Linked DNA regions of Capra hircus: region 1 is linked to region 2. The links are chromatin contacts, called in public Hi-C maps. All regions are on one chromosome and are shown on one strand. The core of a region is the stretch at or near the end of the contact, and the rest is flanking DNA. Distances in the headings are between cores, read along the strand shown.

What was found. Hi-C and Micro-C count contacts between places; a contact is called where the count stands out from the background.
Region 1: a contact with region 2 is called in a Hi-C map of blood, with 7 times the contacts expected there. The contact joins the promoter of FCN3 here to the enhancer-like site in region 2. A contact is called at or near these places in 2 of 5 Hi-C or Micro-C datasets (both in blood).

Annotation. Positions count from the first base shown.
Region 1 is chr2:10,055,054-10,062,535 of ARS1.2, reverse strand. FCN3 (ficolin-3) reads left to right here and starts at 6,061. Exons shown (of 10, transcript XM_018066283.1): 1 at 6,061-6,164; 2 at 6,466-6,554; 3 at 6,881-6,931; 4 at 7,389-7,418. The coding sequence starts at 6,061. It overlaps CD164L2 (CD164 sialomucin-like 2 protein), which reads left to right. Exons shown (of 6, transcript XM_018056719.1): 4 at 88-132; 5 at 1,640-1,784; 6 at 2,321-2,648. The coding sequence ends at 2,327.
Region 2 is chr2:9,991,055-9,998,771 of ARS1.2, reverse strand. WDTC1 (WD and tetratricopeptide repeats protein 1) reads right to left here. Exons shown (of 16, transcript XM_018056645.1): 12 at 7,429-7,602; 13 at 4,185-4,420; 14 at 2,624-2,801; 15 at 1,784-1,976; 16 at 1-562. The coding sequence ends at 365. Among named protein-coding and RNA genes, the nearest start is that of TMEM222, 18 kb to the left of the region's middle. Within about 2 kb of position 5,936, at least 4 of the 5 cell types and tissues checked have an H3K27ac peak or open chromatin away from gene starts, as enhancers often do.

The sequences.
Region 1 (7,482 bases), core at 4,812-7,311, 64 kb before region 2:
AAGAGTGTGCCAGGTGGGCCTGGGATGGGGTCTTGATGGGAAGTGGCAGGGGGGTCTGGTTTAATTACGGATTCCCTGTCTCTTCAGCTGTGCACCACCACCCAACTCATGAACCGAAGACAGCCACAACAGGTAGGTCCTGTCTGGGGCAATGGAAGGACAGGAGGTGTAGGGAAAAACAGCGGGGCTCAGGCACTGACGTGCTCTGTGACCTCAATCCTGTGATTTCTCCCTCTGAGCGTATTTCCAACATCTGTCAAATGGGTTGAAGAATACCTCACAAAGTGAGGATTTTATGAGAGCGTGTATAGCACCTCGTTCAGTTTCCAATGTATAGAAGGTGATCAAGAAATGATGGTTCCCATCCTTTCTCCCCAACCCTGGTTCTGAGAACTCAGGATGGCCCCCTTTAGGACCTGCTTGGTGCTGAGGGTGTATGTCAGGTTGCCAAGGAGATGTCCTCAGTGACTACCTACTGCAACCTCCTGGCCCAGAGAGGGTCACAAAGCAGGGTCCCAGCCGAACAGAGGCAAGAACCCCACTCTTTGGTTCCCACTGCCCCTCAGGGTATGGAGGTCAGCAGGCTTGGCAAGGATGGCTGAAGAGGCTCTTGGTTAATTAAAGTCAGAAACATGATCTCAGGGGCTGAATTATTGATGGCTCCTCCTCCAGCCTGAGCCCCACCTGGGTCTTGTGCAGCTTATTTCTTCCTTCTTCTGCTCCTCTTTCCCTAGTCCCCTTCTCTGGGGCTCCCTGAACTGCTGCTGGGACCACCCTTCACATTCTCAGATTCCCCTTCTGCAAGCTACACCCTCTGGGAGGTGGATCCAGCACCCAACTGGGCCCCTCTCACTGCCCTAGAATGCTCTTCTACCACCAGCCCTGCCCTGCTCTGGGCACCTGGCCCAGGGCCTGAAATTGAATCCCTGGTGGGAGTAGATGGCTAACATGGCACAGCTGGGAGCCACCTAGATGTCCTGGCAACTGTGGGCCCTGAGGCGGGGGTGGGGGAAAGGGTCCGGGATGCCGTGTAAGTCTGGCTCTGCCCTAACGGAGAGGTGACTGTCAGGCCTGGCACTCAGAGCCTGGTTAGTCCCTCCGACACATGGCATCGAGTCTTCATTTATCCCCTTGGTCGAGTGTGGGCTGCCGCATCTTCCTCTCCTCCTTCCCTCTCTCTGGATCCCGGGTGACGCCAGGGTCTTGGGACTTGGGAGTCCCAAGGAGACCACAGCATTTGCACCTGGGCTTCGAAGCTCAAGACCCAAGACGGAGAGGGACTGTGAGCTGAAAGCTGTGTGGACGCCCAAGTTCTGGGTCCATCGTCACTCTGTGGGGCCCCAGTGGAAGAGGGAAGCAGGCAGGGAGCTCACTCACCATCTGGGACCTGAAGTCAGGAAACCCAGAGAGAGTGTGACAGGCATCAAGCCACAGAGCAACTCAGGAGCAGAGCCAGGGCCGATGCTATCCGTTCTTCCAGGCACTTCCAGGCCACCTGTAGAATCTGGGTGGAACTTCTGAGCCCGCTGTCCAAGGCTCCCCTAGTGAGGACTGGGGGCCTCCCAGATGACCTGTGCCGGGTTTGGGGTGGGGCTGGGCCCCTGGCCTACAGTGGCCTGTTGTGGCCTCCACCCTGCAGAGAGCCCCTCGGTCCCTGAGGCCCACAGCCCCGGCTTTGACGGGGCCAGCTTCACCGGAGGCGTGGTGATGGTGCTGAGTCTGCAGGCAGTGGCCTTCTTCGTCCTGCGCTTCCTCAAGGCCAAGGACAGCACCTACCAGACGCTGTGAGTACCTGGCTGCCAAGCCCCGTGCACCCGCTCCGCCCTGGCCCCCCAGGTGGCCCTCACTGCCCTTGTGCTGTCTCCGCCACAGGGCAGCCTCAGGAGCCCTGAGGCCCTCTCGGCCTCCTCCGTGTAGGCCACAGCGCGTCTCCCTCTTCTAGTGTGGGGTTCTCTCGGCTGGGTGTTGGCCCACGTGGAACTCGGCCTGGGCCCGGCGTCTGAGAGCCCAGCTGAGCCCCTCTGTCTCTGTCCCCTCATGCTGCCCACAGGGAGGAGAACCAGTAGGTGACAGCCCAGGCCGCCTTCAGCCTGCAGCTCTGTGGCCGCGGGCAGGAGCCCAGGCCACGTGTGCGGTTTGGTTTTCCTCTGAGAAGGGGAGCTGCTCTGAGGCTCTGGTCCCCATGTGTGCTGTGGGGTGGATCGCTGCAACCTCCATTAAAGTGTTTGCTCTTCTGCCCACTGCCTGCTCGGGGGGGCGTCCTCAGCCCAGCTGAGGTGGGGCCACCACCCTGAGTGCCTTCTCTGTCTGCCCTCTGCAGAATCTGACCCCCTTCAGGCCCGGATTCCACACTCAGGGGAAAGAGGATGAAGAAGCTGCCCTCTCTTGGCCCCCTTAAGGGCCCTCAGGGTGGGAAAAACTTTGGTCACCAAATTGTGGCCCCTGTGAACACTGAGCAGACTCAGGACCCCATAGCTGACATCCCTTCCTGTCCTGGGCCTGGTTCGTGCAGATGAGAGCATCCTTCAACCACCTTCTGCCTCATCCGTCATCCCTGTGGGCCCCCGCCTGGTACTCGGTATGGGCCTGGCCTCTTCCCATCGACCTGGCTTGGACACTGCCCCCCAATAAAGGAGCTCTTTCCAGCACTGTGCTCCCATGTCTTGGGCTGTGTGTGGATTGGATGGGGTGAGGGGTATGGTTCACTGCCCTCTCTTTCATGGAAATTCAGCCTTAAATTAACACTGTCACCTTTTAAAGTATTTTTATTTTCAGGAATTCCCTGGAAGTCCAGTGGTTAAGACTTGGCGCTTTCACTGCCAGGGCCTGGGTTCAATCCCAGGTCGGGAAATTTTAAGATCCCACTAGCCTCATGGCCTGGCCAGAAAAATAGTTTTTGTTGTTATGTGTTTAAGCCCCTCCTCCACTGCATTATAGAGAAGGGTGCAGAGACTCAGAAAGGGAAACACACCTGCTTAAGATCACGCAGAGTGGAATGGGGGCAGGGCTGGGAATTTAATCCAGGTTTTTCTGACTCCAGAATGAACAGAACTTCAGAACTCCTCTGCAGAGGCATCTCCAGTTTTTTTTTTTTGGCTCCTAAATTGGATCTCTGCCCTTGTGCCAAGGTGGAGGTACCCCCGGGACCCTCCCCAGGGTACTTCTGGCCTTCCTTGAATGGGCCCTCCTAGAAAGCATCACTTACGCCCACCTCCCTCTCTTCACCCCCTCAACCCTGGGCCCAGAAGTCTTCTCTAATAACATCTCCTATCCATGGGGCACTTGCTGGAAACCAGGCGTGTGGCTGAGAGTCTGGCATCAGTGTCTCATTTAGTCCCATGATTGTCCTAGAAAGCTGAGAGGCGGTAGAGAGTCACGGGCAAGAGTTTAGCCTGTGGAACCCGACTGCCTTGTGGGACTGAAAGTTAATGGAGCAGCTCTGGGCTTCGGTTTCCTCGTCTATAAAGTCCAGTAACAGTGTTCCATCTCAGTGGGATGTAGGGCAGGTTCAGAGCAGGGGCATGTGCCCCGTCTGCTTCACTCCAGGGCACCCATTCACCCCTCCAGCTGCCCAAATGCCTGCATCTCTTCCTCCCCTTGAGGCCACCTCTTCTTGCAGGATCTCTGGCTGCAGCGGGAAAGGCTTTAGGGCCCCTGGGCTCCACAGGGAGTTTCAGCTGCTTCTTGGCCTCTCAGAGGGCTCACCTGCCTACCCATCAATGCCAAACACAGTCCACCACCCCACAGACTCACTTCTTTTTTTTTTTTTAAATTTTTATTTATTTATTTATTTAAATTTTAAAATCTTTAATTCTTACATGCGTTCCCAAACATGAACCCCCTCCCACCTCCCTCCCCATAACATCTCTCTGGGTCATCCCCATGCCCCAGCCCCAAGCATGCTGTATCCTGCGTCAGACATAGACTGGCGATTCGATTCTTACATGATAGTATACATGTTAGAATGCCATTCTCCCAAATCATCCCACCCTCTCCCTCTCCCTCTGAGTCCAAAAGTCCGTTATACACATCTGTGTCTTTCTTGCTGCACAGACTCACTTCTATCAACACCTCTCCTCCTCTCAGACATCAGCCTCCCCTCCAGGTCCCTGCATCTGGGTCATGTGACCCAGCCTGCCTTGCTCTCTCTTCTTCAAGCCTCTGTACACATGGTTTCTCCTGCCTGGGTTGCCCTCCCCTGGCTGGGACGATGCCCGTTCTCTCCCAGGCCAAGGAAAGAATGCTCCACCTCCTCCTGGCTTTTCACCCACTTAAGGACATTTCTCTAGTGGATGTTTTCTTTTTCAAATGTAGTAAATGCCTGCAAAGAGCAAAAGGACTACACGGACATTCATGTACATGAAGAACGAGAATCACTCTCCCCAGTGTCCCACTCCCCAGAAATAACTATGCTTAACAGGATGGGTCACACCTTTCTCTATGAATTTACAAAAGACATACCTACACACACTTAGTTTTTTTTTTAATACAAAATGAGGGACTTCTCTGGTGGCGCAGGGGTTAAGAATCCGCCTGGCAGTGCAGGCCATGCGGGTTCCATCCCTGGTCCAAGAAGATTCTACCGGCCTCAGAGCAGCTAAGCCCATATGCCACAACTACTGAAACCCGCATGCCTGGAGGCCGTGCTTTGCAATTAGAGAAGCCACTGCAATGAGAGACCCATGCTCGCTGCAAGTAAAGACCGCACAACGCAACGAAGACCCAGCGCAGCCAAAAATAAAATTATTTTTTAAAGTTTTTCATTACAAAAAAAAAAACAAAACGAAGTGGGAGCATGCTTTACATTTTGTTCTGCAACGCTGCCCCTTTCGTTAGAGATCAGATTTGCCCCATGACTTATTCAGATGGTGATGGTTGATTTGCCTGCATCCTGTCAAAGTCCAACTGGGTTATTTCCGTTTTATCGTAAACAGCATCATGATAAACGGGCTTGTCTTCAGATCTTGGCATACCTGCAGCAGAGTGTGTGTGGTGGGGACATATTCCTAGAACTGGAATTGGAGCTTCTCAGCGTTCATCTCATGGATCCATCCTGTCTGGCAAGCTTGGCCTCCACCTTCCTTGACACTCTCATGAACCTGGCCTTTTCTACCCCCACAAGAACTGGGCCTGGTATAGAGAAGGCCCTCAGGGAGGATTTGATGAGTGAATGAATGAACAACGTTTTCCTGTCCTCTGTCACCAGAGGTCCCTCTCCAGCTGAGACCTCACCCCTCGCATCTGGACCAAGGCTGCTGCCTCTTCTTCACTGGCCTGCATGCCTGCCCCGCATGGTCTGCCCATGTGATGGCCTATATTAGCAGCTGTTTTCTAGCCTCTGCCAGGGACTCTTCAGTGGACCTGAGGGTGGGCATGAAGTCACCTTGCTAACAATGCTTCTCTCTGGTTGGGGGCATGGTTAGGGGCTTGGGAAAAATCTCTGGCAGAGAGAACACAAATCATGTCCTGTCTCTGAGCCTGTTTTTCCTTGTTTATTCATTTAATGAACATTAATGGGGCACCTGCTATGTACCAGCCTATAACCCAGTTTCAATAATATTAATAACAACCATCAGTGGGACTGTGTAAGGATGGGAGGCGATATACAAATAGCACCCAGCATGACTTGGGGTGGGGGTGGGCAGCAGGTGCCCACCAGATGGTATCGGTGGTCATTCCCAATATGGTGACAAGGATCAGGGAAGAATTCCTAGTGGAGATGACATGAGAGCTGGACCTTCATGCATAGCGGGGAGCTTCACAGGGAGAGACGAGGAGGGGGTTCCAGATGAGCTAAGAAACAAAAGTAGAAAGACCCTATGTGAGTGCAGAAGTCTGAAGAGATGGCTGCAGAGTCTTGGTGGCCAGGATCAGAAGTTGGACTCCATCCTGGTTGGACCGGGCAGGAATAATGCCCATTCTCTCAAAGGTGAAGGAGGAAAAGCCCCCACCTTCTGCTGGTTCCAGCCTGGGTGGGGTATCCCTGGGGAAAGACAAGGGAGGAAGTCTTGCTTCATGTCCTCCCACCAGCCTGGAATCTTTTCTCAGGGCCCCAGCAAGATGGGCCCTCTGTGGACCCCACCTTCCCCTTTCCTCCTCTTGTTTGGGGAGCCTGCCTCTCTGAGGACCCAGGACTACCCCAGCTGCCCAGATAGGGGCCCAGGGTACCCTCCCCACTCACCCACTCACCATCCCATCCTCATCCTCTCCCTAGGTATCCTTCTCCCACCCAGGCTCACTAGCCTCAAGGAGTAGGGTGGGAGTTTGATAATCTGGGCTACACACACACACACACACACACACACACACACACACTGTATGCAAATAGATGCAAATGATGAAAAACCTGACAGCTAGAATCTGGGGGATGGAAAGAAAAGTGCAGAGGGATCTGGAAGAGACATACCCACTACCCCCATGCCCATCCTGTGCCCACCTGGCCCTGTATCTCCCTGCAGAACCCAGGAAACTGGAAGCCAGTAAAGTTGTCCTCTTGCCCAGTTGTCCTGGAACCCCAGGAAGTCCTGGGGAGAAGGGAGCACCAGGTCCTCAAGGTAAGAGATGCCAGAGATCAGGCAGGGGCCTGCGGAGGCAGCAATTACAGTCTGTGCTAAGAGACCATGGTGAAGGGGCAAGGAACATTTGTGTGCCAGGCTCCAGGCTGGATGCCCAGCATCCTAAGACTGACCCTGTGGGGTAGGTAGTATCATCCCCATCTCGCTGGGCTGTGGGGGAAGGGAGGTTCAGAGAGGATCAGTCATTCACCCATGTACACAGAGCCAGGAGCCACGAAAGGCTGCAGCTGGGATCTGACTTGACTGCTTTCTGGCCCCTGACATAGGGCAGGGTGTAAGGCATCTCTCTGTTTCTGGGATGTCAGGGCAGCCTGGATCACTGGGCAAGATGGGTCCCAAGGGTGAGCCTGGGGACTGTGTGGAGCTAGAGGTCTCTTCTTTCTTTGCTCTGTCCCTGGACCAGAGAGGGGGCTGCTTGGCTGCTGCTCAGGAATTGGCCGTGATTGACCTCTTGTAGAGGGGATAGAAAGCTGGTGGCACTAGTGGTAAAGAACCTGTCTTCCATTGCAGAGACATAAGAGATGCACGTTCGATCCCTGGATCGGGAAGATCCCCTGGAGGACAACCCGCCCCAGTATTCTTGACTGGAGAATCCCATGGACAGAAGAGCCTGGCAGGCTACAATCCACAGGGTCACAAAGAGTCAGACACGACTGAAGCGACTTAGCACACATGCAGTGGGGGTGGAAAGCTGGGAGGAGTGGTGAGAATCAGGAGAAGGGCCTGGGCACCCTCCCCTCTGGTGGTTCGTGAGCCTTCCCTTGGGAGTACTCAGACTTCAGAGTCAACATTCATCTTTTCTTGGGGCTGGAGATTCAGTGAACTTGCTGTGGGGACAGGAAGGTTGAGGCCATCTTTGCTGGAGCCCAGGCACCTGGAATCAGATGGTGCTGGGGTGTTGTTGGGT
Region 2 (7,717 bases), core at 4,687-7,186:
CTGCCAGCCAAAGGGTGGGGCAGTCCCCGGAGACAGCAGCAGCCCTGGCCTCCCGACCTGAGGCAGGGATGTGGGGTGGGGGGGAGGTGGGGTCAGGGGAGATGGAGGGGCTTCCCCTCCTGCTCATCTGCTCAGGGCTGGGGCCAGTCAAGGGGCAACTGCCCAAAAGTCCAAAAGCCAGCAAGTTGTAGCAATCCCCACCCGCAATGCCAAACTAACAAATGTAACAGGGAAAAATGAAAAAAAAAAAAAAAAAAAAAAAATGGTGGGACGGGGAAGACAAACCAAAACAGAACCCCCTGACCTCCTGCCCTGGGCGGAGGATGCAGCCGATGGCGGGGGCTGGGCCCGGGGCTGGGAGGGCCTAGCTGGGCCGGCACTGCACCTGGCCCTCCGAGCTGTCCTCGTCGTCAGAGGCCCCGGCGCCCCCACTGCTCAGGCCCGTGATCCGGTAGCCCATGTTGAGCAGCATCACCTCCAACGGGTCCGCGTTCATGCGCCGCTGGTTGGCCTGGGAGGCGCCCTCCATGTCCTCCACAACTCGGCCAGTGAGGTCTTCACTCTGCAGGAGGGGGGCCGGGGGAGGCATGCTTACTGCGGGGATCACAGACTGAGCTGTGCGTGTGGAGGGGCATGTACATACCAGGGGGCGTGTGTGGGTGTACCCATGGGTGCCCAGATGCAAGGGAAACGTGTCTGGGCTGTATGTGGACGGATGGACAGACAGCCACCAAGATGCACGTGAGGGGGATGACGCACTACACTGGGGATGGGGGCACATGGTCACACACAGTGGGATCTATCCCGGAGGGTACACACAGCAGAGCGTCTTCTGGTGGGCCCCACACTGCAAAGTGCTGAGGACACAGCATGTGGGGGGGGGTGGTGCATGGACATGGGTGAGGGCAGCCTCGCCCCAGGATGTGCGGGGCACAGATGCCATACCCTGGTGGGGTGCAGACACAGCTCCCCCACCCCGTTCCTTTGCTGCCACTCATCCCTCAAGGAAAAGTCTTAAAATGTATAGGAAATTGCCTCTGGAGTTAGATCCACCTCTTGACTTCTGTTTTACCAGCTGGGAAGTGGGAGGAGGTGGGCAGAGAGCAGGGGAGGCCTCAGGCCAGCCCACCTGACTGCCCACACCATCCCTGTGTCCCTGTGGACCAGACGCATCACAGGCATCACTTCTTTAATCCTCAAAGCAACCTTCTGAGGTGGTGCTGTCATGCCCATTCCAATATAGAGATGATAAAAACCTGGGTTGTGTCCCTCAGGTCTAAGTAAAGGGACCAGGATTCAAACTAAGGGCCATCAGACTACAAAGCCTACGTGCTGCCCGGGTGCCTGAGGCACTGGCCTCTGCAGGGCTTCTGGGGGACATGACGCAGAGGGACACGAGGGGCAGGGCACCAAGGGAGGTGCTGACCTGGGAGCTGGTGTTGGGGTGGAGCGGGTGCCCTGGCGGGAGCCCTCCCTGCCCTCCCACACCCGGCCCCAGTTACTGGGCCACTGCCTCCCGGGTGTGAGGCTCACCTTCACACCTGGCTCACGGATATGCCCCTGGACTTGCCCGCTTCATCTGGAGCTTTCAGAACTCGCTGGCTCCTGCCCTGACGCAGCTTGGACCCCTGGGGAGAGAGCTCCTCCCCTGGCAGCCCCTTGCCTCCGTGAGGCTGTGACTCCTTTCCCATCCCGCCCCACACAAGCTCAGCTGGAGGCCTTGCAGAGCGTCCCGCCTTCTTTCCTCCCAGCCTGGCTTCTGCCACCCTGCCCGCCCCCTCACCTCCGGCCGGGGGTTCCAGAGCCGCACAACAGGGTCGATGCCACTGGTGGCCAGGAAGCAGTAGCTGGGGTGTGGCTGCAGGCAGTTGACGATGGATTCGTCGCCCTGCAGCACGCGGACCAGGTTGGTGGTCTCCTTTTCCCAGACGAAGAAGGAGCCATCGTCAGAGCCGCTGACGATATACTGGGCGTTGCTGGCGGGGGAGGGGGGGGCAAAGAGCAGGGAGGTCAGGTGGGGGTATGGCCCACAGGCTGCATGGCTGAGGGAAAGGGGGTGGCAGGGAAGCCTGGAGCCACTCAGCCCCCCGAACTCTGGGGTCTTCACCCGACTCGGAACTCCCACGCACACGAGCATCCTCTCCACACTGGAGAGTCGTGTCACTGTCCAGCTGTTCTCCTAACCTTGGGGTCACAGACGGCCGAGGTCCCTCTGACTTACTCTCCCTCAAAGTGCATCGTAAGCCCCCTGGGTGCCAGGATCGGATCCTGCCTCTCGGGGGTCTCTGGGAATGCTCCTGCCTCAGCTTTTCCTCAGTAGTCCTAGCCTCTCTGGATCCAGACCCCCAGACCCTACAGCACACCTGCCCCCAACACACTGCTGATATTTAGAAGGGATCTTGCTGGAGATGCTTGATTCATATTCATGGATCTCACCTACCCAAAAGAGTATGTCATCTACAGAGGAGGGCTGGGGGGGATGGTGGCTCACAGAGGTGAAGCCATCTGCCCAAGGGCACAGAGCTGGGATTTGAGACTTCTGAAAGCCTAGGTCCCCACGCCACCCTCAACCTCCTGCTGCCAACTGGGCTGGGCCCTCCTCCTCCTCCTCAGGGCCTCGGACCTGCCAAAGAAATTGGCCTCCTTGATATCTGTGGTGGTGTTGCAGTGGCCACAGTAGCGGAACTGGTAGTCGTAGCTTCGCTCCCGCAGCACCATCTCGTCCTCGGAGATGGAGTCCTTACGGCTCATGCTTCGGAGGCGGACGGGGCCGCCGCCACCGCCGGCTCCCTTCTTCTCCTCTGGGGCAGAGAACAGGGACCGTGAGAGTCCTGCCCATCTCTCCCCACCTCCCCCCGCCTCCCTGTTTCCTCCCCATCCTTCACCCCGTTCTCCCTCCAAGTAGTAAGCCATGAAGGGCTGTCCCTCTCCCACTACCCTGGAAAACTGGGAACAACTGTGGAAAAGAGGCATCTGTGCATCCTGCCCTTGAGGGTGTTCAAGAGGAGATCGCTGATGCCAGGATGGCCTTGGCTTAGGTCCCTGAATAATGTCTGGAAGCCCCGAGGATGCCCGGCCCTAAGGTCTGTTGCTGTGGAGGTGAGCGGCGGGGAGGGGAGGGCAAAGCGCTGCCAAGAGAGCCTTGAGCGGGTGATTTTTCTAGCCCTCCCGCCCCGGAAGACAAGTCAGCCTGGGTCCCGGTGGCCGCATACGCGCCTCAGTAAAGTCACACCAGCTCTCTCAGTGCCTTGTCCCTGCCTGCCTCAAGGCCTTGGCACGCGCTGGCCCCTCTGCCAGACGCTTCACCTCTGGCGACACTCTGCCTAGTCACCTCTTCCCCAGCTTCAAGATCTCTGCCTGAACGTCTCCCTCACAAACCCCAGGCTGCCTTCAACCCCTCCCCTGCACTCACACCCTATCAAGCCCCCGGGGCCTTCTTTGCTTCTCCTTCATCGCTAGGGTCCTTCCCAGGCTATAAATTCTTGAATAGAAATTCTATCTGACTTGTTCCCAGATGTATTCCCAGGACATAGCACAGTGCCTGGCACTATCCAGACAGATGGATCAATCCATGGTCCAATACGCTGCAGAGCAGAAGAGGAAGCTGCATGTCTGCCCCCAGTGAGCTCCCCTCTCATGTTTACAGACTGCACAGTTACCTGGCTCACTCTCCAGCGCTACCCAGAGGAGCAGGGCAGGCCCTTCAACATGCTGTACAAATAAGCCAGCAGGTTCAGAGAGGCTGTGCTCTGCCCAGTCTCATGGTTCCACATGGCAGAGCTGAGACTGGAACTGAGGCTCCATCCCTGTGCCTGGGGCCTTACCACTGCCCTGTGGGCTGTCTCTCCTGCACCCATGCAATCTGGAGCAAGTGCACTCTAGCCAACTAGCTGGAGCTCGGATCCCAACGGAACGGCCAAGGCCCTGTCTATGACAGGAGAGGATGACCTAGCTCAGCCGACTCCTATCCTGAGCCCCGGGGGAACCACACCAGGTGCCTTAAACACGCTATTGCTAATCCTTGTCTCGAAGAGACCAAGTGACTGTCTCAGGGTCACGTGGTTCTCAATCAGTGTGAGCCCAGGCCTCTCCAGTCTCAGGACTTACGTCCTCTCCAGAATGTCACGCAGCATCTCCAACAGACAGAGTGACAGCAACCCCTCCTCAGTGCGCACTCTACTCACCACCGTCATTTTTGGAGAAGAGGGCGGCCGTGATGTCACGTCCCAATGCGTCACAGGCGCTGCTATGGGCCTGCTCCGGGAACTTCCCTTTGAAATCATCCAGGCACTCTAGGGCCTCAGCCACGTACTTGAGCTCAAAGAGGCATCGGGCCAGGCGGAAGTGCGCCTTCAGGTGGCATGGATTTAGGGAGATGGCCTTGAGGCAGTCCCTCAGGGCATCGTAGTGGTCACCATCCCTGGGAAGGCAGGGGAGTGTGCTTTGGAGGTGGGGCCCCATGGCAGGTAGGGAGTCCCCATTCAGTCTTGTCGCTTCCTGTGGCCACCCCAGCCCACCTTTGAGCGATCTCAGGGCAAGGGTATTTGGGGATGAACAGAATCCTGGTTCAGCCCAGGACTTGCTCTCTAGGAGGCAGAGTATGTTTAGGAGGAAAGCCAGGAACCCTGGAGTCTTGGCAGGTAGAGGGTGGGCATAAGGCAAAAACCAGTGTCGGGTTGCCCTCTGCTGGACACAGAGTGCAACTGTGCACCCGCTCACCCCAGGCACCCGCAGCCCTGCAGCAGAAGGCCTGGCATCTTGCCCGCCTCAGGCTCCCAGGCCCTCCTTCTCTTTTCCTCCACCCACCTCCTCAGATCCCCCCGGCTGGCCTTCAAAGCCAGGTCTGAGGCAGGGGGCCCTCAAGGACAGTTCTGTGGTCCGGGGAAGCCAGAAGTGTCAGGCTGGGGATTCAGGCTGCTGACCAGCAGGCAGCAAGTCCTCAGCCAGGCCCCCTCTGTCCTGGCTGACTGATCCACAGCAGCTGTGGCCTCTACCTCCCGGGGCTGGAGGATGGGGCCTGACAGTCTGGCAGAGTCACTTCTCTGGAAGTGGATGGCGGGAGTGGGGGCAGGCATAGGCCACAGGAGCTGCAAATCGTCCACACTAACTTCTCCAAACTCCCGAAGCATGGATGTGGGGAAGTGGGAATAGTTTCGCGGGGTGGGGAGGGTCAGAGAAGAAGCCCCTCCTCCTCCCACCCTGTGCAGGAGTATAGAATACACATCTGCCCAGGTCCACAGACAGCCCCACCTCTCAACTGGAGAGCCAGGTGTCCTCACGGGATCCACTTCTCTGTTTTTCCCCTCTGCTGGGGTGAGGCGGGCCTAGGACCCACTTGCGTTAAGAAGCACGCCGCCAACCGCCCCCCCCCCCCCATGGCCTCCCCACCAAGGCGCAGCTCACAACCCCTGTGCGCGGGGGCCAGGGCAGGTCTGACGCTGGAGCTGTGCTCCTGACCCTCCCTCCTACAGCACCCAGAGGGAGCGCCAGTGCTCAGAGCAGGGACAAGAGTCTTGGCAGTGCGGAGGCGGGCGGGAGACAGAGTGTCCCGACGGCGCAGCTGCGTCAGAACGAGTGGCTGTGACGGAGGAGCAGGCGCGCTTCGGAAACCCAATTACCGCCTGCAAGGTGCCCCTCAGAACTCCCGGGGAGAGCCAGACCAGAAAGCAGCCAGGAGCCAGAGGGCGACAGCTCCCACCGCATCCAGGAGCAGATGGCCGCCCTGGGGAGACTGGCCTGGGACAGAACGTGACATTCTAAGGGTCACTGGCAGGCACGTGGGGATGGGGAGAGAGCAAGCTGGCCCCAGGGCGCACCCATCCGGACTTGCTGCCAGCTCAATCTCCCTGAAAAGACAGCCCTCAACACCTCCCTCTGCTGCTCGAAACTCTTCAGTAGCTGCCCATCATCCACTGAATCGAGGCCAAAACGCCACCGCTCTGCATTCCAAGTCCTTCCCAGGCTGGCCCCAGGCTACCTCACAGACTCATCTCCTGCCAGTCCCTTCCCGAACCCTCTGCTCCAGCCAAATGGATTTGTTGTTCTGCAAACAAGCTCTTCAGTCAGTCCCCCACCCCCACGCCTTTGTTCACACTGTTTCATCTCCCTGGGAATGTCCTTCCCCCACAGTCCCCTCCCCCCTTTCCTCTCCTGTCTAAGCCTGCCCACACTGAAAGCAGACACCATGTCTTCCCGGTGCTCCCTGATCCCCAGGTACAGTGACCCGACTTTTCCTCTGCCCATGGCACTTCACCTGACCCTTCAAAGACTCACTGCTTCCTGCCTCTTCGGTGATGGACCATGCCCACCTCTTTATCCCCTGTCCAGAGGCTGTGCGCTCTGGAGCACAGGAACTCGGAGGGACAGAACTTTGTGTCTCTAGTTCTCAGCGCATAGTAGGGATTCAGAGAAGATGTTAAGGGTACTGTGGACTGGGAAATCATCAGTCCTTCTCAGCAAAAATGCAGGAGAGTGTGCTCAGCCTACAGCCTGCATGAAGACCACTGCATTCTACCCACCTGCTGGAAAAGAGGGGCAAAACACCCCAGGAGGGCCCCCAACTGTCATCTCCTGGGGCTGGCTGCCATCTGAGCCCGTGGCCAACTCCTGATGTCTGAGCTAAGGCCTGTGGGGGCAGCATCTTCCCAAACCCCCATCCACCAGCCTGCTGACTTGGGTGGGTTTCTTAAGCTTCCCTCTCTGGCCTGCCGAGTTGCAGCCAGACGATGGCACACCAGCTGGCCTGTCTGTCTGGGCAGAGCCGACGGATGCCAGACGGAGCAGAAATGGCTGTGGGCCCAGCTTTATCCATCTCCCATCCTGGCCCTGGCTGGGGGATGGGGTCTGCCTGCCTGCTTGCCTGCTGGTGCTGTAGGCGGAAGGGCTGGGGGCCCTGGTGGTCTTCAAAGATAAAGGGTTCTTCAGGATATGGACCTGTTCCCTTACCACTGGCCATTACCACACAGCAAGACCCACAGCCAGCTTCAGATGTCTAGGATCCTGCTTGTGCTTGGTCCAAAGGGTCCAAGAGCATAGGACAGCAAACTCCAAGGTCAAGGCGCTGCACAATCACTTCAAACAGACAGCAACTGAATTCACCAGGGCCTCATTTCCATCTAGCAAGATTCTACTGCCCCTTTAAAAGTCCGATTCAAGGCCCAATTCTCCAAGGACTGGGATTAACCACTCTCCCAATTCCTACTTCCAGCAACCACAGCATTAACATGCTGAAGCTACTTGTGAACATGTTCCACTTAACTGTGAGCTCTCCTGGTGTTTGAAGCTTCCTGACTAACAGGTCAGGCACCTGCCCACCACCAACCAGGAATGGGTGAGAGGCCTGGGCCTAACATGCCCTGAGGGGCAGCAGGATGCCACTGCTACTGTCCCTGGATGCCTCAGCAACTTGGTTCCATCAGGCCCACTCACCACTTGCGCTTCATGTAGGCAGCAGCTCGGTTCCCATAGAGCATGGCGTTGTGAGGGGCCCTCTGCACGGCCTTGCTGTAAAGCTGAATGGCCTGGGTCCACTGCTGGCAAGCAAAAGCCTCATTGGCTTGCTGTTTCACCCGCTCCAGGTATGGGGGCAGCTCTACCTGGGGGCTACGGGGGAAGCAGAGTGTCAGGCCAACCAAGGAAGGTCAGAGCAGCCCCTCAGGATGTCTGTGGCCCTGCCTGGAGGCCTCCCAGGTTTTCTTGGTCCCTGAGATCTGCACTG